Regions from separate parts of the Mus musculus genome. Here all the other regions are linked to region 1. A link is a contact called in public HiChIP or PLAC-seq, Micro-C and promoter capture Hi-C data. All regions are on one chromosome and are shown on one strand. Each heading gives the region's core, a stretch centred on a gene start, on an enhancer-like site or on the middle of the called end of the contact. The rest is flanking DNA. Distances are from core to core; before and after follow the strand shown.

Region 1 (4,170 bases), core at 957-3,456:
CTGCTAAGGGCAGCGTGGAAGTGATCGGATGGCAAGGTCCTCAGGAAGGACCGCCCACACTTGGTCTTTGCTTATTTGTAACAGAATGGTTGGTTACGGAAAGGTCTGGTCCCTCCTTGGATGGACGAAGGGATCCGTGTAGGCAGCTTTGCAGTGGATTGTTGTATGGACTGAGGTGTCACAGTTTTCACCTTGGGTGGGGGAATGGGAATGTGGGGAGAAAGGGAGGGAAAGGTACAGTGCAGTTCCCCTAACACCGAGACCCCCCCACCCCATTTGAATTCAGGCTCTTCAATTCCTTGGGACTTCAGATTCTCATTTTATATTTTACAGTTTTAAAATTAAGACATGGAAAGCATCATGTTGTATACTGTCAGATATGCAGTCCTCCCGACGGGAGCACGGGCATCTTAGGTTTCTTGGCACCTTTGAGGTCGGAGCTCGTGCATGTTGAGAAATGATTTCCCTGCGTCTTTGTTTTGCCTTTTTCTCCTTTCCTTGCCTCACCCCTGGGTAGCTGGTCTTTCTGTTTAACATATGCTTGTGTGGGGGGAAGAGGGCGCACTTATGTTATACTCCTAAAATGCTATGTATAACCTTTGTTTCAAAAACCCATTTCCACTGGGCATGGTTGCACACGCCTTTAATCCTAGCACTCCAGAAGCAGAGGCAGGAGGATCTCCGAGAGTTCAAGGCCTACCTAACGCTTCCCAGCCAGCCAGGACTATGTAGAGAGACCCTGTCTCAAAAAGGGGGGGAAAATCAATTGTTTGGCTTTTGTCAATCCATTGCAAAAGTGGCAGATGTGAGCGCTTGTATTTGTGTATGGGGGAGGGGGGAGAAAAGTATTGTTTGTCCTTCAGTAGGCTCTGAAAGTCATTGACTTGTAAGTTCAAGGGAAAATAGAAGTTGCCAAAGTCAGTATTCGGTCCTTGGTTTTCTTGTGACTTCACTGCGTCCGTTAAGGGACGAGAAGCCTTCCTTACCTGCTGACTGAGCCTTGCTCTGTGCAGATGGCTTTCAAGTATCTGCCATTTTGCCTCAACAGGGAATTCTTGTCAGTTAAAGGGAATGAGGGAATTACACTTTTGTTATCAATTAACATCTCATTTTTTGTACCCTATGGTAAGTAACTGTATTGCCGCTAATAACCAAGTTGCTAACTGATTACAGCTGGCTAAAAAGTTCTTTTTATATACAAAGATTTGTGTATTTTCAACTGCTATGGCAAATTCATTTGTGTCCATTTAAATATTACACAATAAACACATATCTGCAGATCCCACCCTCACCTTGTGTTCTTTGAATAAAGTTCTTGATAGATTGTTTACATCTGTATTTACCTGTAATGAACGCTGTAGACCTGTGAAATATCAAAGTGTCAACATCCATTAGTCAGTCTCTTTAGTTTCTGTGACTTGGCGCTCCTAACACTAAGGGGTTAGTGTTAATGTTCCCCAGGGGTATTCTACTAGGGCATTACTGTTTAATGACTTCAAAATATAGTTTAAGGATTTTGTTTATTGACCAATGTCTTATTGCAAAGTATGAGCCTACCATCTTAGTTAACCTGTACATATCTGTTAACTAGTGTAGTGTATGTGAGATTGCCTGTAACATTTGAGCTTCTTACTGATGTGTGCTGGTGGGACAGGTTTTGTACATTGTATTTACTGGAATCCTGCCTTTTTAACTTACAGATACTTTAGAATTCAAATATGTTTTCTGCTTCTGTAAGAATGTGGGAAAGCTTTTAATGGCATTCCATTGATTTCAGGTCTTGCTTGAGGTTGACTTTAATAAATTGTCCTGTATGGTCTACTTAAGAATATGGGCTGGTTCTTTACCTGTAATTTCATGGTACAGTTTACTGGGAAATGAGACACAAAAATACAACCACTCACCCTCAGCCCAGTTTTTTCCCTTCGAAATGCTCCAAAGACATAGTTTCTTTAAAGTGGGCTTTCTGGTTTGCTTTTGTAGAGGAAGCATCTCTGGAGAATGACGTTCCTTTTCTTGTCCTATAAGCTGATCTGGGTGGTTGGTGAAGGACACATTGCTTTGAGACCCAAAGGTGATCTGTTAGGTGGTACTCATAACACAGCAAATGAGCTCTGAATTTCCTGTAGCCCGGAGGCCCCGCTGGTAGTCAGTCCCCGCGGAGTTCGCTAGGTGGCGCTGGACACCGGGCGGGCGGAACCACGGCGCGCCGGGGCCACGTCAGCGTCTGATCCGCACGTATGGCGGGATGGGGACGGCGGCCCTGGGAGCCGAGCTGGGCGTGCGGGTCCTGCTCTTTGTGGCTTTCCTGTAAGGATCTGTCAACGCTCCCAGGCGTCCCTGGGCGCTCGCACTTCCTAAGCGGCTCGGGGCGGCAGGTTCTTCCGCCGAGGTAGCCTGTCAATCTTCCCCGTTTCCTCCCCAGGGTGACCGAGCTGCTCCCTCCCTTCCAGCGGCGGATCCAGCCCGAGGAGCTGTGGCTCTACAGGAACCCGTACGTGGAGGCGGAATACTTCCCCACCGGCCGCATGTTTGTGCGTGAGCTGCCCTCCCGCCCTCCTCCGCTGGCAGGGACTCCTCCCCTGCCTTGAGTTCCAGGGCTAGGGCGAGGCGTCTGGTGGGCAATCTGAGCCCCGATCTTGGTTAGTGCGCGGCAGCTGGTGCTTTAGGCCAGGAGGGACTTGGTTTTACCGACCCTGTGTTTTACCTTCAGGTCATTGCCTTTCTCACTCCACTGTCCCTGATCTTCCTCGCCAAGTTTCTAAGGAAAGCTGACGCTACCGACAGCAAGCAAGCCTGCCTCGGTAAGTCGCCCTTGTTCCAGTTGTTCCTGTCTTAGTGTTGGCAAGTAGCTATGGGGTTCAGCTACTCTGTACCCCTAAAGTATGTCTTTTTACCCCATGAGACCAAAAAGCAGTACTGATGAGAATGTGCTTAATAACACAGGCGCCACACAGGTGTTCCTTTTTGTTTGTTTGTTTTTTCGAGACAGGGTTTCTCTGTGTAGCCCTGTCTGTCCTGGAACTCACTTTGTAGACCAGGCTGGCCTTGAACTCAGAAATCCACCTGCCTCTGCCTCCCAAGTGCTGGGATTAAAGGCGTGTGCCACCACGCCCGGCCAGGTGTTCCTTATTAACACAGACACCACACAGGTGTTCCCTATTAACACAGGTGCCACATAGGTGTTCCTCAGTGCTCCACTTCTCTGCCCCTAGGCCGTTTGGGTTTTTATTCTGGTTGGGTTCTATCTCAAAGCAATGAAGGCTCTACTCATGAGGTGGTGGCTTACTCTTCTCCAAGCAGATGGCACTAACGGCTTCTTTGCTTTCCAGCTGCCAGCCTTGCCCTAGCTCTGAATGGTGTCTTTACCAACATAATCAAACTGATAGTGGGCAGGTAAGTGAGAAGCCTTGGCACTCAAACCTCCCTGAGCGCCCCCCACACACACACCACCACATTCTCAAGCAGTGTTTACCCGGATTCTCAGACTAGTCTCTCCTTTCTCACCAGAACTCCCTCTCCCTGCCCTCTGCCTGTTCCAAGTGTACCACCTGGTCTGCGTCCTGTCCTGAGTATTTCCCACAGCGACCACCTTTATGTACCTAAAGCTGCAGTATGACTAGCTGCTCTGTGCTAAGATACAATCATATGCTAGAGACTTTCTTGAACATTGGCCGCGTGGCTAAGGCCTTTTTCTCAGTATAAACACTAATCTCACCCCATTACATTATTTTGCCTATGACATTAGTGGTCAACAGATTATTGACATCTACTATTACTGAAAAATACTTCCTGAGAGAGTAAATTATATTTCTTCCAGGCCCCGCCCAGACTTCTTCTACCGCTGCTTCCCTGATGGGCTGGCCCATTCTGATCTGACGTGCACGGGGGACGAGGATGTGGTGAACGAGGGCCGAAAGAGCTTCCCCAGTGGACATTCTTCCTGTATGAGTTTCATGGGAACTACTTAAATACTTACATGTCCATGTTCCGCTCTTTGTGTGTGTGTGTGTGTGTGTACACCTGTACATGTACGTGTGCACACGCAAATGGTATAGGGGCTGGAAGAAGGTGTGTGATCCCCTGGAGGTGGGGTCAGACCAGTGTGAGTGCCACGTTGGGGAACTGAACCAAGGTCCTCTCAAAAGCTAACTGCTGCCGACTCAACTC
Region 2 (3,931 bases), core at 710-3,209, 270 kb after region 1:
TAGGAAGGAAAGGATGCTCCCCAAGAAAACAACACAAGGCAGACTGGGCAGATTGCTCAATGGGTAGTGAGGACCCCAGAATCCCAAAGAAGCCAGATGTACTGTAATCCCACTGGTGGCGGATAGTCGAAAAGCTGCTGGACCAGCTAGCCAGACACATGGCGGGACACCACAAAGTGACACCGTCTCAAACAAGGCAGGAGGCCAAGAGCCACACCCATGTTGCACTCTGACCTCCACATGTACACCATGACACACGTGTGAAACACGCACATAGGCACACACACTTTTGAATGTAAAATTGTCAGCCCCTTTCCAGGGTTTTTGCAAGGGATTTGTGGCAGCACACAGAAACTGTCTTTATTGGGGGCTGGAGAGGTGGCTCAGCGGTTAAGAGCACTGATTGCTCTTCCGAAGGTCCTGAGTTCAAATCCCAGTAACCACATGGTGGCTCACAACCATCTGTAATGAGATCTGACTCCCTCTTCTGGTGTGTCTGAAACAGCTACAGTGTACTTACAATCTTAAAAAAAAAAAAAAAATTCTCACCCACTACTCATACTCCAGTACCATATATGCATGTTCAGTCCCCTATGGTCTGGGTGAGCATCCTCCAAAGGCCCATTCATTAAAGACTTGGTCTCCAGCTGTTGGCACTACCAGACAGCAGCAGAACCTCGAGGAGGCAGAGTCTGCTACAAGGAAGCTTCTGTCAGTAACACGTGACCTAGAAGGAGACACTGGGCCCTCAGCCTGTGTCTCTGTGCTTCCAGGATGCCAGGAAGTAAGATGACCTCTCCCATCATGGTCTTCCCCTCTTCAATTTTCTCTTCCACCGCTCTCTCCCGCCACGACGAGCATAATGACCACAGGCCATAAGCAAAGAATCCCACGGCTGAGCCCAAGAAAATCCTTCCCCTTTAAAAGCTGACCATAGCAAGAAAGGCCAGCAACACTGACAAAATGCTGCAGGAACCCAGAATTCATATTTTTCAATCTACTTATTTTATACACAGGAGTGTTCGCTTGCATGCACACTGTACAATATGTGCTATGTGTGCCTGGTGCCGAGGGAGGTCAGAATACAGTGCTGGATTCCCTGAAACGGAAATTATGGACAGTGGGGAGCTATTAGGGAATTGAACCCAGGTCCTCTGCAACGAGTGCTGTTAGCCACTAGCCATCTCTCCAGCCTTAGAATCCATACTATCAGATCTATGCGGAACCCTCTTTGCTTGGCAATCGATTAACACACCTGTTTCTTGTGGACCGCCCAGGCAGCCCAGAGCTTAAAGAAGTGAGTATGTGTGGTCGGCAGAGCGGGAACTTCCGGCACTGTTTAAACACCAAGGCTATTTGATAACGGTGAAAAAGGACCAGCTGCTGTATGTCGACTGCTTAGGTTAGTCAAGGGAAATAAGTCAACTAAATGAATTGCCAATATGCAGAATATTTTACACAATTCGAGAAGGAGCTGGTGTCACCCAATTCAGACTAAATTTCATTTCCCGATAACTATTTAAACAGTCTGGATGTTATTTAGTTTGGACAGGCGAAGGTGGGGGCGGGGGGCATCAAATTTACTAAAGGTCTAAAACTGGTTTTTAACAAAGAGGGGGAGAGAAAGCGAGAGCATGGCGGACAGCCTCCGCTCACATGGTTCAATAGCAGCTCCCGGTGCATGGTACTGGGATACCATGGATACCGGGAGAGGGGTTGCGTGGTGAGCATCCAAAGGGAATGCATGGTGCACCCGGAGGAGGGGTGCGCGGTAAGCACGGGAGGAGCCAGCACCAGTACCCGGTTTAGTTTTCATGATCCCCATGAGAGGATCCACTTTGGGATTGGGTCCGGGGGCTCAGGAGGGTCAGGCTTGGAAAGGCCCCACAGAACCCTGTCCCGCTTCACTACGCCCCGGAGCCTACCTGGCGACCACCAAATCCGGCTCGCATTCCAGGACGCCTGCGCGGCCGGAAGCGGTCGGAGACGAGCGTGAGGCTGCCTCCTGGTGGCCGCCTCTTGCCTTACAGTGGACGCCCGCGCCAGCGTAGGCGCGGTCATCCATACCCTGGTCCTCATTTCCTCTAGCCAAACTGGTGAAGGCCAGGCTGCAACAGCAAGGTTGAGCCTGGGACTGGGGACCTCAGAGGGGCTGCTTCCTGATCTACAGCTCTACACTCTCTGCAAAGCGGTGGCTGCCAAAGAGTGATCCTCAGAAAAGCAACACGAGCAAATCGCAGAGTGAGGCTCAGTGCACTGATAATGCCTCTGGCTTTGAAAACTATGTGACTTTGGAGCTTTGGCCTGAGACGCCAAGCTGCGCGTCACAGATTTCAGGGCCAAACCTCAAGTCATGCGAAGGCTGGAAGGTCTCAGCGTGCTACACTAGTATTAGTACTGGAAGTGAAATGGGAGGGGTAAGGTTGGGAAATGGAAAATCAGACATATCATCTACTTCTAAACTGATTTATTTTCCAGATTTGAAATCAAAACATACAGTGTGTGGGTAAAAACAAAAACCATCTATGTTTATTATCCAAACTCTAAGCATGCTAAAGAACCCAGAATCTTGATCTAGGAAGCACTAGAGGAACCGACAAAACTCCCTTCAAAGAATCCCTGTAAGCAACTTTTGCTTCTCAGACTGACAAATGCGTTTGTGTGTGGTGTGCCAGAGAACTCAAAGGCCAGGAGTGATAGATAGACTTGCTGGTAATTGTGGTCCCCCAGATACCAATGCTATATGAACTAAACTCAGGTTCTGTGGGGCCATCTCTCCAGCACCAGGGCTATTTATAGTAGAAAATATACCTGGATGTATAACAGCAAGTATTTCAGAAATAAATTATAGGCATTATATAAAAAACACCATTAAGAACACTGTTTAATGAATAGTTTCAGTTTGTGAAGCTTTAAAACTTCTGGTGATGATGGAGGTAATGGTTGTAAAATAATGTGAATATATTGGATGCCACTGAAATAAACACTTAAAAATGACTCAGATACGGGCTGGAGAGACCCCCTCAGTAGGTAAGAGCATTGGTTGCTCTTCCAGAGAACCTGGGTTCCTGGCATCCACTTGGCAGCTCACAACCACCTGTAACTGAGTTCTAGAGGATTAGACCTCCTCCGCTTCTGCCCTCTGAGGGCACTGCACACACGTGGTGCTCAGACATATAAGCACGCAGAACACCCAGCCACATAAAATAAATTCCAAAGCAACCTGTTACAAAAGGACTAAAATCAGGAGGTGTGTTATATAGAGTTTGCTATAATAAGTGATGATGCTGCAGGGGGCCACAGAGATGGCCAGCAGGTCAGCGTGCTTGCCACCAAGCCTGACCATCTAAGTTCAGTTTCCTAGGACCCCTCCTAGGGGAGGGGAGAAGGATTCTCACCATGTCATCCTTAGATCTCCAAATGCACACGCATGGACACACACACACCAAATAAACGTGACATTAGGTGATGCTGTGATGATGCATCCTGACATGAAGAGCTATTCATGGCACATGGATGTAGTGCTTTTGATGCTAAGCATCCCGCATAGGTCCACGTGGTCCTCTGCGGGGCAGGCTGCTTTGGAAGTGGAGCCCTGTTAGAGGATGCGATTCCTTAACAGGCCTTACTTCCTGTTCACGCTCTGTTTCCTGGGTCTGAGTGCCAATCTCCCATGGGGCAGCCATCAAATCACTCACTGTCTGCTGCTGTATCCGTCTTGAAATGATAGCCTGTGTGCCCTTGGCATAATGAAACAAAGTAACAAGTTGCTTTTGTCAGAGAATTTGATTACAAGGTGAAAGTTAACTAAGACAATGGCTAAGGGTGGGAAACAATCCCATGCTTTAAAAATGTTTTTAATGTTGTGGCACCTGGATCGACTCCAGGAGCCCATGCTATCCTCACACCCCGGAAGCCAATAAAACAGTGA
Region 3 (4,271 bases), core at 798-3,297, 370 kb before region 1:
GCGTAAGGACCCAGTCTAAACCCAGAACCCAGGTAACAGTGAGAGGGGTGGCATGCACTTGTAATTCCTGCACTAGCAAGAAGGCTCACCCACCCACTAACCTACAAAGTCAATAGTGCCAGGCCAATGCCAAGTCCTGTCCTCAAAAATACAATGTAGATAGCACCTGAAAAATGGCACCAGACCTCTGGCCTACCTCTCTTTGCTTCCTGTTTATGATTTGAGATGCGAGCCTGAAGCAGCTGCTTTAGATACCACGCATGTCCCCCTGCCATGCTTCCCCACTGTAATGGTGACACTCTTGTCCCTATGAAACCATAGGGTGCAATTAAACCCTTCCATCTGTAAGGTGCCTTGGCCATGGTGTTTTATCAAAGCAAAATAGAAAAGTAACCAAGACAGGAGAAGGCAAAGGAATAAGGAGTCACATGAGGGAATCCATACTTTTTGACAAAAAAAAAAAAAAAAAGGGTTGAATAAGTACATTTTCAGTGACAGTCACCAAAGGTAGGCAAGGTAGAAATCATAGGCAGGGAAGTCCCGGAATTGTGAACAGTGTCGTTTGATAGAAAGGCTTTTAGAGAAAAGAGAAAAAAAAAACCTACTAAGGCTTCAAGCTTCCCTGCTTTGACTCTATTGCTGGGATGGAGCCTTCTAAAAGATATTCCCACATTGCATACAGACCACAAACCTGACTCAGGATGGGCAATGTCACTGTGGTTCCACAGGCCATGGGAGACGTGCTCAGTAGCTCTCCATGACAGTTCTTCCCAGAAGAAAAGCCCCACCTTAATATGTAGAGCAGACATCTTGAGAAGGGAAACACAGGATCTTCTCTTTCACTCAGCCACACACCTGGTGAGATGGTGGTGGATCATAATAAAACACCTGGCAGAGCAAAAACTACCCACTTAGTGGCCAAGAAGCAACAGAAGAGAAGGAGGAAGGGGCCACCTTTGATGGAATACCCTCACTGACCTGAAGACCTCCACCTGGGCCCTGCCCTTTAGAGGTTTGATGGTATTCTAATATAGCCCCTGCGGTCAGTCATCTATTATGTGGGGTTTTAAGGGGACACTTAGGATTCGAACTGTGCCCCTTACATTCAAGGTAACTCATCTTAATTTTTTTAAAGATGTATTTATTTTATTTACATGAATATACTGTAGCTGTCTTCAGACACACCAGAAGAAGGCATCGGATCCCATTATAGGTGGTTGTGAGCCACCATGTGGCTGCTGGGAATTGAACTCAGGAAGAGCAGTCAGTGCTCTTAACCTCTGAGCTTTCGTTTTTGAAATCTTAAACTCTCCCAGTTTTACAGCAAAATTCTCTCCCTCTTTGTTCCTGTCAGCTTCTATATTCCCTCCAGAATGGCACTCTACGAAGAGTTTTCTCTTGGGCAGGTTTCTCATACGCAGGCTTTGTCTACGCCAGGGTCTGTAAAATCCTGTCTGCTCCCAGAGTAAAGTTGGGTAGGATATGAGGCCGAACCCACGTTGCCACCTCCACCAATCTGTCACACTTGGAAACCCACCACCTCCTGAGGTCTGGCCTCTGACTTCTAGTCAGCTGATCTCTAAATCCTGCTGAGACACATACTGTGCCCCACCTGATAATCCTGATCTATGGCCACCGCTTCAGGTGATGAATCTTCCTTGGATTAATCCTGATTTTTCCCCCCTACTCTCCTTTCAGGTTTAACCTATCCTTTGTAAGGATGACAAACGACCTAGGCATGTTTTCTTTTTCTCCTTGGCCTTGTCTTCAGCAGAGAAATTTTCCCCAGAAATAGACCCGTGGAACGTTCACCTCCGTCTTCCCACTTGCCTCCGCTAAGCACCCTCTAAATCAGACCCGAGGCTCCAGAGGGAGCAATATCCTTTCCTTCGCAGCTGGTCTGAGTTTTGTCGTCTGGGAGACTGGGCTTAGAACAGCTTGAAGTTAGAAGGGAGGCGAATGAAGCTTTAAATCTCCTGCACTTAACAACTCCGCTGCAGCCTCAGAGGTAACCGCACTCCCCTTGCCGGCTTCCTCTCCGCTCTCTGTATCTGTGCGATGATCTGTGCTCACAGAGCCTGACTCCAGGCTCTGTCTGCCCTGGCGTGGTAGCACTGAAAGAGGGAAGGCTGGGAAAGAAAAAAAAAATTTAATAGAACCAACACATAAAAATAACAGGCTCTCTGAAGCGCACATGAAGAAATAATTAAACAGATTAAAGCCGGGAGGAGGAAGAGGGGATGGGGAACAGGCGGGCTGTGACTGCCCTCTGCTTTCCCTTCCAGGGGCGGCCTGTAGCTTGGTGGGGGTGGAGGGGGGACCTTGCTGCTTTTTCCTTCCTCCTTGTGGGCTGCGTTCATAGGCGAGTACTGCAAAGTCGCTGAGCAACTTTAAAGGAGGACACATTTCTTTGTGTCCCCCAAGGACCCGAATGGTGCGGCCCTCCCATGAGGAAAGGAATTTAATATTTTGGGAGAAGGTCGGGATGGGCTTCGATGTGCCAGGTACAACGTTGGAGAGCTCTCATTCTGGCAGGTGATGGGTTGGGTGCGTTCCAAACCTAGGAAATGAGTGAGATCTTCCTCTGGCTCAGGAGAACTACTGCCCTCAGTGCTTCTGATAGATGCTTAAGCCAAAACACAGACTTCCACACTCCTTCCTTTCCTTCCCCATCAATCTGAGATGCTCTTGCTATGATGGTGAAAGAGGGAAGAAGGCTGGTACATGGGGGTAATTTAAAGATTTTTAAAAATATATATCTGGGTCAGCAAGCTTCCAGTGAGAACTGAGGACTTGGCTGGTTCCCGACTTTGTCTGCCCATGCCATTCTTTTGAGTTCCAGCTAAGTTCCTCTCAGGGGGAACCATGTTTGAATGCTGTTGCTGTTCATCTATATATAGTCAGTTCTGCTTCCAGATTCCTAACAGTGTGAGGATAGATACATTGTACAATGCAAGGACACAATGTAAGGATACATTATACAATGTAAGGATACAGTGTAAGGATAGATACATTGTACAATGCAAGGATACAATGTAAGGGTAGATACATTGTACAATGCAAGGGTACAATATAAGGGTAGATACATTATACAGTGCAAGGATACAATGTAAGGGTAGATACATTATACAATGTAAGGATACAAAGTAAGGATAGATACCTTGTACAATGTAAGGATACAATGTAAGGATAGGGAAGGTTCAAATGCAGGTACCTTGCCCAGAAGGTAGATGTGGCTGAACACCTCAGAGCCTTGGCCAGCTTTGAGGACATAAAGCATAGGGACAAGCAGACTGGATTCATTACCCTATCTCTACCTAATTATACTGCTAGGGCATGGTCCCTGGACAAGGTATGTTCACATCTTCCTTCATTTCTCTCAGTAATGCTTTATTTATTTATCTATTTATTTATTTATTTATTTAATTTAGTGGGTGGGTGTATGGAGGTCAGAGAAAACAGCTTGTAAGAGTCACTTCTCTCTTACCATAAAGGTCCCAGAAATTGGGCTGAGGTCATCAGACTTGGCAGGAGGTACCTTTATCTGCTGAGCCACCTTATTAGGTTTACTCTTGGATGTAAGTCTGTCTTATTTGGGGTTACTATTGCTGTGATGAAACACCATAACCTCTTGGGGAAGAAAGGGTTTGTTTCACTCACAGTTCCACACAACAGTTCATTATTAAAAGCAATGAGGACAGGAACTCAAGCAGGGCAGGAACCAGGAGGTAGGAGCTGATGCAGAGGCCATGGAGAGATGTTGGCTTGCTTCCAATCACTTTCTCAGCCTGTTTTCTTACGGGACTACCAGCCCAGAAATGGCCCCACCCACAATAGACTGAACCCTCCCACATCAATCATTAATTGAGAAAATGTCCTATAGGCTTACCTATAGCCTGGTCTTATTATGAAGGCATTTTCTCAATTGAGGCTCCTTCCTTTCTGATGACTCTAGCTTGTGTCAAATTGACATAAAACTGGCCACTACACTCTGTTAGACTTTTTCTCTAAATAACTGGGCTCTGTGGGGAGTGGGGGAGGGAGGAAGAGAGATGGAGAGGAGGAAATGGGGGGGAGAGAGAGGGAGAGAGAGAGAGTCAGTCCAGGGCCTAGCATAAGTGAGACAAGCACACTCACAGTAGGCTACATCCCCAGCCCTTGAAATCTGTTTTTTGTTTTGTTTTGTTTTGTTTTGTTTTGTTTTGTTTTGTTTTGTTTTATCCCCTTGTCTCACCATCAATAGTACAGTTGCTTTTTGTTTGTTTGTTTGG
Region 4 (3,789 bases), core at 977-3,476, 260 kb after region 1:
TGCTCTTCCAGAGGTCCTGAGTTCACATCCCAGCAACCACATGGTGGCTCCCAACCATCTGTAATGGGATCTGATGCCCTCTTCTGATGTGTCTGATGACAGTGTACTCCTATACACAAAATAAATAAATAAAACTTAAAAAAAAGATGTCTTTAAAAAAAAGAATGAACATCTGTGAGCAAAGATTTTTTTTCCCCAAAAATAGCTTTTCAAAAATGTTAATACCATCTCAAAAGTACTGTGAAATTCCAGTCCTTTTCGGTGGGGCTGGAGTATGACATCTGCAGAGATCATAGACTCGTAGCTGGTAAGGATGACTGTCTTACTGTGTGCCACATCCTAACAGTCTTATACGATAGATTAGTCTTTTTTTCCCCCTCCTGTGGGGACTTCTCTGCACTGCAGTGATTGGCCTTGAATTGTTGGGTTCAAGATATCCTCCTGCCTCAGTCTCCCAAGTAGCTGGTGCTCCAGGCAGGCACCACTGTGTGACCTAGAGAGACCAACCAACTTGCTTTAGGTCCGACCTGCTGGGAGGTAGGTAGGAGTGGAGTTCAGTCAGGGGCAGTAGTTAACTCCTAGGTTACCACACTCCAGAAAGGACGCAAGCGTATCTGCTCTGTCCCTCCGGCCTCCACCAGCCCTTGGATTTCTCCCTCATCTTTCAGCTGGATAAAGAGAAAACAGCAATTTGAACATGTCCTCCCAAAGCTCACCACAGCCATTTACATATCCTGTGAGTTTTGGAATATTCGTTTAACGGCTTTCCTAAACCTAGGTATTCTTAGGGGTTTTGTTTGCTTGTTTATTTGTTTGATCTGTCATAATTTTCTTTTTCATTCCTCCTGTTAATTTTTTAAAATGTGTTTGGGTGCCTGGCCTGCATGTATGTATGTATGTATGTATGTATGTATGCATACCACATGAGTGCCTGGTACCCAAAGAAGCCAGAAGATGGCATCAGAACCCCTAGAACTTGAGTCATATGTGGTTGTGCCCTGACATGGGTAGGTGGTATCAAAGGGCAGCCAATTCTCTTAAGCTGGAGTCATCTATCCAGGCTACCTACCGTTCATTCTTGACAGTCTTCCTTTTCCAGTGAGAGTAACTCCCTGTGCAACTACTCTTCACCCTATACAACAGCATCCTTTCCTGGACAGAATGGCTGGATTTCTACTTCTTAGTCTTTAGTAGTATGTTTTACGCTTAGATTTGCCATGTGGGTTTTAGGCTCAGAAAGAGCTTGACATTGTTACTATATAATTTGGGAGCATGTAGAGTCCCTCAGGCCTAGCTGAACGTCAGAATTGCCCCCCCAGGAAGCTTCAAATAAGAGCAGCAGTGAAAAGTTCAAACACCCTGGCCAGACCCCAAACTCAGCAGGATTTTCTTTTAACTCTCTCCTCCCAAGGACGGGTTGTAATTGCAAATTGTAACTCACACCGTTCTTCGTGCTTTTTGCATTGTTTCAATGTCTTTTTTAAAGTTTGGAAGCTGAAGGGGTGTTCAACACAGGCACCACATTCCAATTTCTATACAGAAAAGGGGATGAGATGGATAGGAAAAAGGCAGGTGACATACCTTGCCAGGTGACAGGCCCTATCCCAAACAATGCATAAAGGTAAGGGGTGGGGGTTTGGGGTAGAAGTGGGTGTTCACTTGCCTCAGTCCTCGACCCAAACTATCCTCTCGATAGGAGTTTGTGAAATGGAGTTGCGGGACCCTATGAACCTTCAGACCTGAGTCAAGAGAAGTCCCAGAATTCCTATTTTTTCACCCTTCCCCCTGGTGAATTCGGAGACGGACAGAGCACCCAGCCCCAAGGTCCTTCAACTGAACCTGGGAAGCCAGACCCGGGTCGCGGCTCCTGCGACGCCGGCACTGCGGTCCACCCCAGCGTGGACCGGGCGCGACGCTCAAGTCCTGCGCCCCGCGGGCCGTGGGGAGGTCCGGGGCAGGCCCACGCACGGTCCCCGCTACCCCTAGCCGTGGGGGCCGCTCGCTCACCTGGCTCCGCCCGGCGGCCGGGGGCCAGCAGCGTGGCGCTCAGCACCGACCCGGCCAGCAGCAGCGCTGCCAGCGCCGGGCCCGCGCCCATGCCTCCCACAGCCTCTCTCCGGGAGTTGCGCTCTGTCCCCGCAGCCGAGCTGCGCTCTTCTGCCCGGCGCCTGCGCGAGCTCGACCCGCCCGTCATCGCCCGCTCCCGTGGCGTCACCGCTCCTGTCCCGCAGGGGATGGCGGGGAGAGGGCGGGGCCGCTCCCTCCTAGGCACGCCCCGCGGAAGCTTCCTAAGCCCCGCCCAGCTGGGAAAGCATGCGTCCAGCTAGTGTCCACCATAGGAGGGCAGCCAGGCTGTTTTCTACCCTCTGCACAGTGTTTCTGTCCCATCGGGAGAAAACCGCAAAAGAGTGGTCTTTGCTTTCCCAGTCATCCACTCCCTCACCATTCCCTGAACGTTCTAAATTCTTGCATCTTAGCCTTTCAACGTACAGATACGTGTTACTCACCTTCTAGGAGAGTCCTTAGTAAAAATGACTACAGAGCTTCCCCCTTACACGCACAAACTCTGGGCGTTCACTACCTAGAGTGAATGATACACCCCTTAAAAGGTCTCCTGTTTCTGGCCTTGCACAGGTTGCTGCCAGTCTGTGGAAGTTTAAGGTGTCCAGGGATGAGGACCTTATAAACCACACTGCTGTCTGTATTCCGGGAGAAACCATCACACGCGAAAGAGGGCAGGCATGATGTTTGTAATAAAATTGTAGTTGCAAAATCGTGTGGGCAATCTGAATGGCCGTCAACGAGACAGCATCGCGCCATGCAGCAGTGGAAATGAACAACAGATCTTCCCATTTCCACCTGTGAGAGGCTTCCATAGGATGATGAAGGGGAAACTGGTTGCACTTAGCTTTGTAATGAGTTTATTTACTTTTTTTGATGGACTCATTTACAAATTCAACTATGCAAAGAAACATACCAGCAACCTCATTTAAAGAATCACATTCTTTTGTTACTAAACACAACAGTGGTCAAAATTATAACGTATAGAATGGATCCCAAGATTTAATGGAAAAAAGAAAAAACAAAACAAAACACCCTGTGCTGAAAAGTTTCAGGTTCCAATGTCACTGAATCCAGTTCTGAACATGTTTCTTAATATTTCTTTGTAATGGATCCCCAGACTGGAGCACAACTGCCTTAGTGAAAGACCCATTCATGTTCTATAATCAGCATATAAAATGTAGCACCCACCAAAACTAAAACAAAGGCCTAAATCCATCAAAACCCATAGTTCTGGGAAAGTCTCTAAAGATAATAACCTTGGTTTTGGCTTTTGGCTAACTGTTCTTTTTAACTAGAGTATTGCAACACAGGGTATAGTGTTGTGCTAAAGAGTTCACCAGCTAATAAGGACTTCCTATTGGCTTAAACCCATATCCAAGTAGTCTTCTCTGGTGGACTCCCCCACAATATGTTAGAAATATGTTCTGGGTCACAAAGAAAGAGACCATCACTGCACCCGAAGTGTCTGGACAAGGCAAACTACTTTCCTCTCGATCAAGGGTGTGCTCTGTGTGTCACACTTAAACACAGCGAGATAGAAATGAATCTGGTTTTTATTATAGCTCAGGGAGTGGCTAGAGCCCGACTTCACAATCTTATCCATTTAGCTAGTCTGAAAAAGACTGGCCCACAGGAAATGAAGGAGGAAGAGGAAAGGTCTCGCTGTACTCAAGAAAAAAGAGTCACTGCTCCAGGCTGTTAAATTCCTAAAATAAGTGCAGTGGG
Region 5 (4,285 bases), core at 326-2,825, 410 kb before region 1:
CTGTGTGGTATGGAAAGAACCCCAGTTTCCTCTGGGCTCCTGCAGGGGTGGGGCACAGAGTCTGGTTGAGTCTGGCTGCAGAATTTACCAGAGAGGAAGTCTGTGGTGGCATCAGGATGGCACTGGGGCCAAGGGCTACCAGACACATTGCTAGGGTCCTGACCTCCATAGCGTTACAGCATCCCAGCCAAACCCAGCAGCCCACTGAACCAGGGCTGGGATTTGGTTAAGGAGGAGAGGAATTAGGGAAAAAAGGAACCTGGGCTCTGACTCAGAACCACAAGCGATCCAACAATAGGCTTTAGAACAGACCCTGGCTGAATGCCAACGGCCAGGACATACAGTCACTGGTCCAGGGAGAGCTGACCAGCCACATTCCATCAGACATAGAGGGTAATCAGGAAATACCGTATGGAAGCAAGCTTGCTCCTCTCTGTTATATGCCCAGGGGCCACCCCGATGAAGAAAGGGAGACATGGACATCTAAAAGACCAGCATTTCTCCAAAAGAGATAAAATTATCCAAAGAAATCTGTTCCGGAACATGAGATGGAAACGAGACTAGAAAACTAAGTTTGTCTTCCACGACACAGTGGCGTGGGGTCTCAGAGGACAAATCAGACTGTCTCTGAGAATCCTCCTATACTGAGGTGTCTGCTTTGGCAACTCCAGGCCATCACCTAACCTCCTTTTCAAGTACAAGACAGGGCTCATTTGAACCACAAGCCGGCAGATTTAAGTTACTATCTCTGTTTGTCACACTCAGGAGTCAACCCTGAGCTATATGATTCAAAGGCACCTGGGTAGCAAGCCCACCACAGGAGACAAAGCTTCCTATCCTAGCCCCAAGCTCCAGCTGGCTGCATCTCTCCAACTCCACAGGAGATGCTCTGACACACTCGAGCGGAGGGGGTTATGAGTCAGAAGCACACCTTCTGCTTCCTGTGCTCAGCAGCCCAGATCATTTCTTCCAGCCTTTATGCAGGAGAATCCCACGACTGGAATCCGGTCTCTGGCAAGGTCATACCTAGGGGTGGGGAGATTCCAGTCATTATGCCAAAAGTGCTTAGGAATTGATAGGACAGTGATCAAACAAAGTCTGTCTATCTGACTCTCTCCCTCTCTCCCTCTCTCCCTCTCTCCCTCTCTCCCTCTCTCCCTCTCTCCCTCTCTCCCTCTCTCCCTCTCTCCCTCGCTCCCTCTCCCTCTCCCTCTCCCTTTCCCTTTCCTTCTCCCTTTCTCAAGTATCACCTAAAACTGAATCCACTGGATCCTTTATTCGCTGTAGTTGTTATTCATCTACAGGGGAAAAAAAAAAAAAAACCAAACCCAAAAACAAAACTCCAAACATTAGCAAGAGAAAGAGGTTGGCAACGGCACCCGGCACCCGGCACCCGGCACCCGGCACCCGGCACCCGGCACCCGGCACCCGGCACCCGGCACCAGCAGAGTATTCCTTACCTGACTCTAACATTATCCCAGGCTTCTTTGCCTCTCCCCTATGTGCTGAGTGTGTAAACAGCACAAGCCATACAAGGAATGTTTGTTATGCTGTGGAAACACACACTCTCTCCCTCCGCCCCTTTTCACCCCAGGACCGGATATACACGTTCCAGAAGAGGAATATACATCCCCAGAGTCTGAAATCAAATCTGGAATTCATATCCTCTCTAAATGTACTTTATTAAAAGCAGAGATCAAGAAAAGGTTTTAGAATTATTATATTGGAGAGGTTGATTGTATAGAAAGAACTTGGAATTGAGGACAATTTTAGACATGGTTTGCAAGCTGCTCACTGTGGATTAGTGGGAAACAGGGCACTTTGGCATCTATCCTTTCTCAAAGACTTTAAAATTGGTCCCCAAACTGTATCACTAAACTGGTAAAGAAGACTGCGGTAGGGCTCACTCATCTGTAATTAACACAGCCAAGTGAATTGAACATTTGCGCGCACACATACACATAGTAGGTCAAAAAATCCCAGGAATTAAACTGTCGGTTTGAGGTTAATCTTGTAAAGTCAGTGTGCTAACAGGAATGATGGTGAGTGCAGACTCTACCTGCCATTGAAGAGTCGGTGCGGATGTGCATCTATCTGTGTGTTTGCCTGGGTGTGTGCTGAAAGCTGAGGCAGAGAACAGGAGCCTGTTGAAACTGTAGGCAGGAGGAGGCAGGCAAGGCCTCTACAATTACCCCAGAATGAGCTTGCAGCCTGTACTATTAGGGAGGTCCCTGGCTGAGGAAGCCGTGAGCTTTCTCTCCCCTTCCCAAAGGCCCAGATGATTTTGTATCAGTAACTGTTTCTGAATGCTCTTTTCCCTCGGTTTGGCATTGCGTCACTCTAAATACCATTGTAGCTCACGGTATCTCTCTGATGAAAACAGTCGATTCGCGGGGTCAGCTAACTCAACAGTGGGAGCAATGTGATTATGGGATTCACATTTTGGTAATAAAAGAAGAGCTGAACCCTTTAACCTCCCGAGGAAGGCAGAGACCGCCTGTGACCCAAAAGAAGCCTCTAGACACCGAGAGCTCCCAGAAGGATGGAGAGGGAGTCAATATTTCTGAGCTAATGTACAAGGGAGCTGCTGTGCTGTTTACTGCAAGGCTCGAAGGACAAGGCCTGGAATGCAAATCACAATCCTTGTGGGATTTTGCTGGCTGACAGCCACCATGGAGTCTAGGCTCGTCTTCTCTTTCCTTGGCGAGCAGAGCTTCTCCTGTTGCTGTATCTAAAAGGGTCCCTTTTCCAGACCACATGGAAGAAACTGTGAACCTTTAGGTAGCTGAGGCCCCCTGGACTTTTCACGTTGGCCATTTTCCTAAAACTTTTGGGTTATTTACTTAATTAAAGTGACCATAAGAGGGAATCTGAAAGTAGCTCCCAGTGGCTTTCAGGAGAATCAGCAATGGCGCCGGGTTCCTTCCGGGAATCCTCCCTGCCTTGCTTTCCTTTCTGCCCTGGAGGCTGAGACACATGGAGCTGTGGGCAGCACCGTGTTCCGGCGTTCTCTGCAGGAGGCGTGGCCTCTCAGGTTCCGAGCTTCCTGCTTGGGCTGCAATAAATGTTGTATCCATCTCATAAACACTTACGTGGCCTGTGTTCATCCCACCAGAAGACATTATGTGGAGTAGAGGGGAAAGACGTGTTTTGCTGGGAGCAGTTGAGACCCTGCAGATGACTGTGTTCAGGGCGTGGCCAAGAAGAAGCAGTGTGGCCCAAAGAGCCCTGGGTACCAGATTTGACTTCGATGGCCACAGCCCATAGATAACTGACTGCGGAGACATCTCTGTGAAGGCTCCAGCCAGTTCCAGGATGATGCCTTCCAGATTCGCAGGCTCCTCTGCCGAACTCCTGGGGAAATGTCTGCCCTTCTGCCTGGGGCTGCATTTCACATTATTTCTTCAGCTGTGGTTCTGATTCTTCTCTGCTCTTGGGCTCAGTTGGATCTTCCTGTTTGTCTCTAAGAGCCAAAAACATTCCCCAAGTGTGTTGCAACCAGCAGGTTCTGAGGGACTAGAAAGGACTATACTGATATGTGGAATCTAGATTTAAAAGACACATGAAGGCGGGAAAGAAACTATTTGGGAGGAAGGGGGATGGGGGTGGGGGTGAGGGTGGGGATAGGAGGTTAATTAACAATCTAAGTGTGTGACATGCTTTGTGAAGATGTGACGGAACCCATTATTTTTCTTTAAAGTTTTTTTTTAAAGCCAATGTTTGAGAATAAAGAATGCCAATAGTAAAAATAAAGCTCAGAAAGGAAATGGGGGAGGGGCTCTTGGCGATGGGATAAGAGCAGCCTCCTTGTCCAGGACAGAGGGGACCACAGGTTCAACAGCTTTTCCTAGAGGCCTCCTCTGCTGTCCACACACTAAACATGAAATTGCAAGCAGCCACTTTCCACTTGGATCTTTTTGTTGTTCTTTTGCTTGTTTGTTTGTTTGTTTGTTTGTTTGTTTTGAGACAGGGTTTCTCCAGATAGTGTAGGCTATCCTGGGACTCTCTTTGAAGACCAGGCTGGCCTCCGACTCTCGGAGATCTGCCTGCCTCCTGAGTGCTTTAGGTTAAAGGCATGTGTCATCACACCCAGCTTCCACTTGGGTGTTTTTAATGTTCTTTTTGTAAAGATAATTTACACAGAGGAAAATGTACAAATCTTAGACATACAGTTCAAGGAATTTTCACAAACGTATACTCATTTCCTCACTGCCCAAACAGTGAGGACCCCTTCCCAAGGCCCCAGAAACCCCTTGCCTATTTGTTGTCCAGTATTTAAAGAATT
Region 6 (4,306 bases), core at 726-3,225, 500 kb before region 1:
TTTTTCAAATATTTATTGGTCATTTTTATTTCTTCCTTTGAGAACTGCCTTCATCCCATTGGCTATTTACTGGCTATTTATTGGATGATTTGGGGGTTGTATTTAATTGGGAGGTTCTTTATAGATTTTATATATTAATCTCCTATCTGACCTATAACTAGCAAAGATACGCTCCCCACCCCCCAATCTTTAATCAGTTCTATGATTCCTTTTTTTATTTTTTTGTCTACAAGTGTGATCATTTGAATATGCTCGGCCTAGGGAGTGGCACTATTAGAGGGTGTGGCCCTGTTGGAGTAGGTGTAGCCTTGTTGGATTAGGTGTGTCACTGTGGCTTTAAGACCCTCATCCTAGCTGCCTGGAAGCTAGTATTCTGCTAGCCTTCAGATGAAGATGTAGAACTCTCAGCTCCTCCTGCACCATGCCTGCCTGGATGCTTCCATGTTCCCACCTTGATGGTAATAGACTGACCCTCTGAACCTGTAAGCCAGCTCTAATTAAATATTGTCCTTAGAAGAGTTGCCTTGATCACGGTGTCTGCTCATAGCAGTAAAACCCTCACTTAGACAACTTAGAGTCTAGGGATCATTTCCTGTGGGGCTGGGGTCTTCTTTTTGGAAAGTCCTTGCGTAGGCCTTGATCCTGAAGAGTTTGAAGACTATGTCTTCCTCAGGTCGTTTAGCCTTGAAGGCTCGTGGCACATCTTGAGTTTATCTTTGTTTGGGATGAGAGCTGTAGATGCGCTTTCTTTCCTTTGCACGTGGTTGTCACTGTCCCAGCGCCATCTGTACAGCTGAGCTCTCTCGGCAGGGCATTTGTCTTCAGCTTGCACACTAGAGACAGAAGCTTTCACCACGCCAAGTGCATTGCTTTGTGCCCCGCCTGTCTACGGACTGCACACCACTGGCTGCTTCCCTCTCAGTAAAACTCTCAAGCCCAGAGCATGGCACACCCCAGAGGCTCAGCAGACTGATCGTGGCTATGAGAGGTTTCTCTGATTTTTGTCTTCTTGAACACCATTTTCTCCACCCACAATCCACATTTCAATTTGGAACTTATGCTTTCCTGTGCTGGGTCCAACTCCAGCTTTCCAGGGTGTGAATGTGACTCACAGCTGACTCAAAATTCTCTCCCACCCCTATCCCTCTTTTCTCCTGCCCCCAAACCATATTAGACCCATCGAGCATGTGGGACCCACATCTAACCCAACTGCCGTGCCTTGACAGCCTTTTAACATTTCAACTGTGTTTACCAGAACCTGTTTAGTAGATCAAACCCAGGGCAGGATTCCAGACCTAAGTCAGCATCCCCAGGGTGGAAGATGTGCTCAAGGCTGCCCACCCACACCCTCCCAGGAGAAAAAGCCCTCTGAGATGGAAGCAGGGTACCCAGCAGGAATCCCAGGCAAGGAGCTAAGTTTGGGGGTTTCATACGCAGAAACCTGACTCTGCAGTGTGTTAGCGATAAACAAATTGGGCATTTTCATTAGTCCCTGGTCTCTAAATGTATTTCATCCCTCTATTGGAGATGCTGGGTTAAACGTCTATGATAAGCCCTGGTAGGAACATTTCCCAGCTTGGTGGCGCCAGAAATATGTACACAGATGGTGTGAACCATTCCTCAGCTTCATTCCACAGCTCCTGGTACATCTGTGTGGCCAAATGCTGCTGCCTCTGTGGTCCCAGAATTCACTCCTGCCTACCCATACAAGGACCAAATTGAAATTTTTTTCCCTAAGTCTTTCTTCTTTGCTGGAATTTTTCCTCTGCTCCCATTAAAATACTGATTTCTGTGCCCCTACCCCCACCCCCCAAGCAAGATACTCAGGATCATTTTATCACCTGCCCTCACACTTTAGAGTCAACCATTCAATATCTCCCATCAAGTGGCGTTCAGGGTGGACGGGGCACCCCAAGGGAGCTGCTTATTCGTTCTGAAGCTGACAGCGGAGTGCAAAGGAGTGATTCATTTTATGTAACACAGGGCTCTGAAGGTGGAAGAAACTCAGCTGTGACCAAAAAAGGAAGCAGCGTGATTCAGCTTCCATGGGTGGGGGTGGCGGGTGAGGAGGGGGCGCACTCGCCGAGAGGGAGGAAGGAAGGCGGGCATATCCAGTAGTGGCAACAGGGCAGGCGGTGAGGGAGAAAGGAGAGCTAAAATCTTACCCAGCTGCTACCTTCAGAAACCAGTGAAGCTATCGCCCTTGGAGAGGAACTTCCAAAAGATTCCTCCCTGATTGTGAAGTCCTTGAGAAGTCGTGGCTTGGAAACTGTCACCTAGAGTATTTTTACAGAAACAAGATAACCACAACAGGGCTCTGCGGCTTGACCGAGGGGGGGGTGGGGGTGGGGACACTGTTTTCTGATCTCTCAAGGTGTCAAATTGTTACTGCTCTTTGGAAGGTTTATTGGAAAGTCCGGCTGGAAGTACAGGACATGTACACACAGACACACACACACACACAGACACACACACACACACTTCCCCCTCACATAATACTATAGAATCACAGATTAAACTCACTACACACAATCCACATATAGTCTCATGTATACATACCACAATTGCATATAGTCACACATACACACACCTCTCCTATACAGATATATAGACATACATACACATACACATATTTATATATATATATACACACACACATATATATGCCATAGAGCTATACATACTCCAATCTCCCACACAAATAAATGTCCCCACAAAGTCACACACAAGCCACTCCCACAAACCCCAAGTACCACCCACACACTCACCCACACACTTTCCCACACACCCACACACTCACCCCCACACCACCCCCACACTCACCCCCACACCCCCACACTCACCCCCACACCACCCAACCACCCACACACTCACTCACACACTCACCCCCACACTCACCCCCACACTCCTCAAGCATCAAGCACACTAGTTCTGGTGTAGGAGTTTGGACTCAAAGGAAAGAGTTTACAAAGGGTAAGAAAACAACATTTCCGTTAAAACAAAATAAACCATAAACTAGGCCAAAAGAAAAACATAAGGAGAAACTAAAAATGTATTTAAAAAATGTTGGATGAGCCAGTCAAGTGGATGTTATAGTGTTATAGCCCTGAAGATGAAAAAGCCAATCTCCTTCCTCCCCCCCCCCCCCCCCGTTTCTTTTAAACGGGGTCTTAGTATGGCGCTCATGCTGGCTTTGAATTCCTAAGCTCCTTGTTAAACAGGGTACCTGGGACTCTGGGAACCCATTCATCCCTCTTGGTGGAGAATGGCTATCCTCCGAAGGGGGGCATAGCAGTCTCCCTGCTTCTGCAAATAAGACCTTCGTAAGCTGTACAGAAACCACAGAAGGCACCCACAAGTTCTGCCACACAACCAATACAAGTTTTAAGGGACTGTCTTTAAACCTGCATTTCTATAAACACACACTGCCGCTACAAATCCCTTCTGCATCTAACAGGCATTTACACTGCACTTCAGTCAGTGGATGGATACCAATGAACAAGTCATGAGGACACACAGAAAGATTCCAACTCCCAGAAATGGAAAAAAAAAAAAAAAAAAAAAAGGCGGGGGGGGGGGGGCGTGGAGCGGCTGGGACGGTGGTTGGCTCCCCCTGGTGGCAGAACTGAAGAACAACGCCTTCTCTGGCAAGAGGTAAGAATGTGATAGGGACCGAATGAGGGATCCACCCTGTTAGCACATGGTTGGTCTCACAGACCACAGACATGCTCACTCTGTCTCTCTTCCCTATTACTGCTATATGTTCCCAAAATTTGGGGACATCTCCTAGTTCTAATCTTGTCCTCGTGAGAACACACAAGCTTCCATTTCGGGTATCAATTTGTAAATGTGGCCCGTGATAATTAGGACTTGACTTAGGTTCCCCTGAGTTATTGCTCCAGGACACTGGACAGTTACTGGGTTCTAGTACTAAGTTTGGATGCTGAATATCTTCTAAAAGGTCAGTGGGCTACAGGCTCGACCAACGAGAAGACACCCCTGGAAAGTGCCGGAAGCTTTCCTGTGTAGGTCGGGGTGTGTGTGTGTGTGTGTGTGTGTGTGTGTGTGTGTAACACTACTTCAGGAGATTTGTAAATCCCAGTTTTTTCCTCTCCGCCACACGCTGGTACCAGGCTGTGATGCCTTTCTACCAGCCCAAAGCTATGGGTTAGAACCACGAAAACTCCGAGAATAGACCTTTTATCTTTATAAATTGATTGTCTCTAGCATTTTTTGTTACAGAGACAGAGGCTCATACACATGGCTTTGCATGTGAAGTACTACAACTTGAGGGGGAAAAATTATG

What was found. Promoter capture Hi-C pulls out the DNA fragments that hold promoters and counts their contacts. A called contact is a pair of places that touch in the nucleus more often than the background predicts. HiChIP or PLAC-seq counts read pairs in DNA pulled down with a chosen protein or histone mark. Capture Hi-C pulls out chosen DNA fragments and counts their contacts.
Region 2: a contact with region 1 is called in a Micro-C map of brown adipocytes, with 4 times the contacts expected there. The contact joins the promoter of Pomk here to the promoter of Plpp5 in region 1. A contact is called at or near these places in 19 of 39 promoter capture datasets (the 3T3-L1 cell line, 3T3-L1-derived adipocytes, the C10 cell line and 14 more), 1 of 15 datasets of contacts at CTCF or cohesin (the NIH/3T3 cell line), 21 of 484 Hi-C or Micro-C datasets (the 63-12 cell line, the Ba/F3 cell line, CD8 T cells and 16 more), 14 of 115 datasets of contacts at active chromatin or transcription factors (astrocytes, bone marrow-derived macrophages, embryonic basal ganglia and 11 more) and 4 of 9 other capture datasets (adipose tissue, embryonic stem cells, liver and 1 more).
Region 3: a contact with region 1 is called in a promoter capture Hi-C map of stem cell-derived epiblast-like cells, with 3 times the contacts expected there. The contact joins the enhancer-like site here to the promoter of Plpp5 in region 1. A contact is called at or near these places in 4 of 39 promoter capture datasets (the 3T3-L1 cell line, embryonic stem cells and stem cell-derived epiblast-like cells), 2 of 115 datasets of contacts at active chromatin or transcription factors (bone marrow-derived macrophages and embryonic stem cells) and 2 of 9 other capture datasets (embryonic stem cells and pancreatic islet).
Region 4: a contact with region 1 is called in a promoter capture Hi-C map of liver. The contact joins the promoter of Hgsnat here to the promoter of Plpp5 in region 1. A contact is called at or near these places in 5 of 39 promoter capture datasets (3T3-L1-derived adipocytes, cranial neural crest, liver and 1 more), 1 of 484 Hi-C or Micro-C datasets (liver), 6 of 115 datasets of contacts at active chromatin or transcription factors (astrocytes, bone marrow-derived macrophages, embryonic stem cells and 3 more) and 4 of 9 other capture datasets (adipose tissue, embryonic stem cells, liver and 1 more).
Region 5: an H3K4me3 HiChIP or PLAC-seq map of embryonic stem cells shows a contact between it and region 1, with 4 times the contacts expected there. The contact joins the promoter of 5430421F17Rik here to the promoter of Plpp5 in region 1. A contact is called at or near these places in 11 of 39 promoter capture datasets (the 3T3-L1 cell line, cranial neural crest, embryonic stem cells and 4 more), 3 of 115 datasets of contacts at active chromatin or transcription factors (bone marrow-derived macrophages and embryonic stem cells) and 1 of 9 other capture datasets (adipose tissue).
Region 6: an H3K4me3 HiChIP or PLAC-seq map of bone marrow-derived macrophages shows a contact between it and region 1, with 6 times the contacts expected there. The contact joins the enhancer-like site here to the promoter of Plpp5 in region 1. A contact is called at or near these places in 8 of 39 promoter capture datasets (the HPC-7 cell line, cranial neural crest, embryonic stem cells and 5 more), 4 of 115 datasets of contacts at active chromatin or transcription factors (the NIH/3T3 cell line, bone marrow-derived macrophages, embryonic stem cells and 1 more) and 1 of 9 other capture datasets (embryonic stem cells).

The regions. Positions count from the first base shown.
Region 1 is chr8:25,717,842-25,722,011 of GRCm38.p6, forward strand. It overlaps Plpp5 (phospholipid phosphatase 5), which reads left to right and starts at 2,207. Exons shown (of 7, transcript NM_028000.1): 1 at 2,207-2,310; 2 at 2,426-2,534; 3 at 2,714-2,804; 4 at 3,333-3,396; 5 at 3,821-3,945. The coding sequence starts at 2,249. It overlaps Nsd3 (nuclear receptor binding SET domain protein 3), which reads left to right. Exons shown (of 23, transcript NM_001081269.2): 23 at 1-1,826.
Region 2 is chr8:25,992,162-25,996,092 of GRCm38.p6, forward strand. Pomk (protein-O-mannose kinase) reads right to left here and starts at 1,960. Exons shown (of 5, transcript NM_029037.4): 1 at 1,926-1,960. It overlaps Gm31402 (a long non-coding RNA gene), which reads left to right and starts at 1,133. Exons shown (of 2, transcript XR_378826.3): 1 at 1,133-1,402.
Region 3 is chr8:25,352,059-25,356,329 of GRCm38.p6, forward strand. It overlaps Gm39146 (a long non-coding RNA gene), which reads right to left. Exons shown (of 4, transcript XR_870260.2): 4 at 1,763-2,129. Among named protein-coding and RNA genes, the nearest start is that of Gm39146, 36 kb to the right of the region's middle. Within about 2 kb of position 2,048, at least 59 of the 459 cell types and tissues checked have an H3K27ac peak or open chromatin away from gene starts, as enhancers often do. A contact at or near this core is called in stem cell-derived epiblast-like cells, where this site is marked.
Region 4 is chr8:25,974,518-25,978,306 of GRCm38.p6, forward strand. Hgsnat (heparan-alpha-glucosaminide N-acetyltransferase) reads right to left here and starts at 2,227. Exons shown (of 18, transcript NM_029884.1): 1 at 2,008-2,227. The coding sequence starts at 2,194.
Region 5 is chr8:25,304,695-25,308,979 of GRCm38.p6, forward strand. 5430421F17Rik (RIKEN cDNA 5430421F17 gene) reads right to left here and starts at 1,576. Exons shown (of 3, transcript NR_040352.1): 1 at 1,461-1,576; 2 at 932-1,026; 3 at 1-39.
Region 6 is chr8:25,223,001-25,227,306 of GRCm38.p6, forward strand. It overlaps a transcript of Tacc1 not described here. Among named protein-coding and RNA genes, the nearest start is that of Tacc1, 24 kb to the left of the region's middle. Within about 2 kb of position 1,976, at least 71 of the 459 cell types and tissues checked have an H3K27ac peak or open chromatin away from gene starts, as enhancers often do. A contact at or near this core is called in the HPC-7 cell line and bone marrow-derived macrophages, where this site is marked.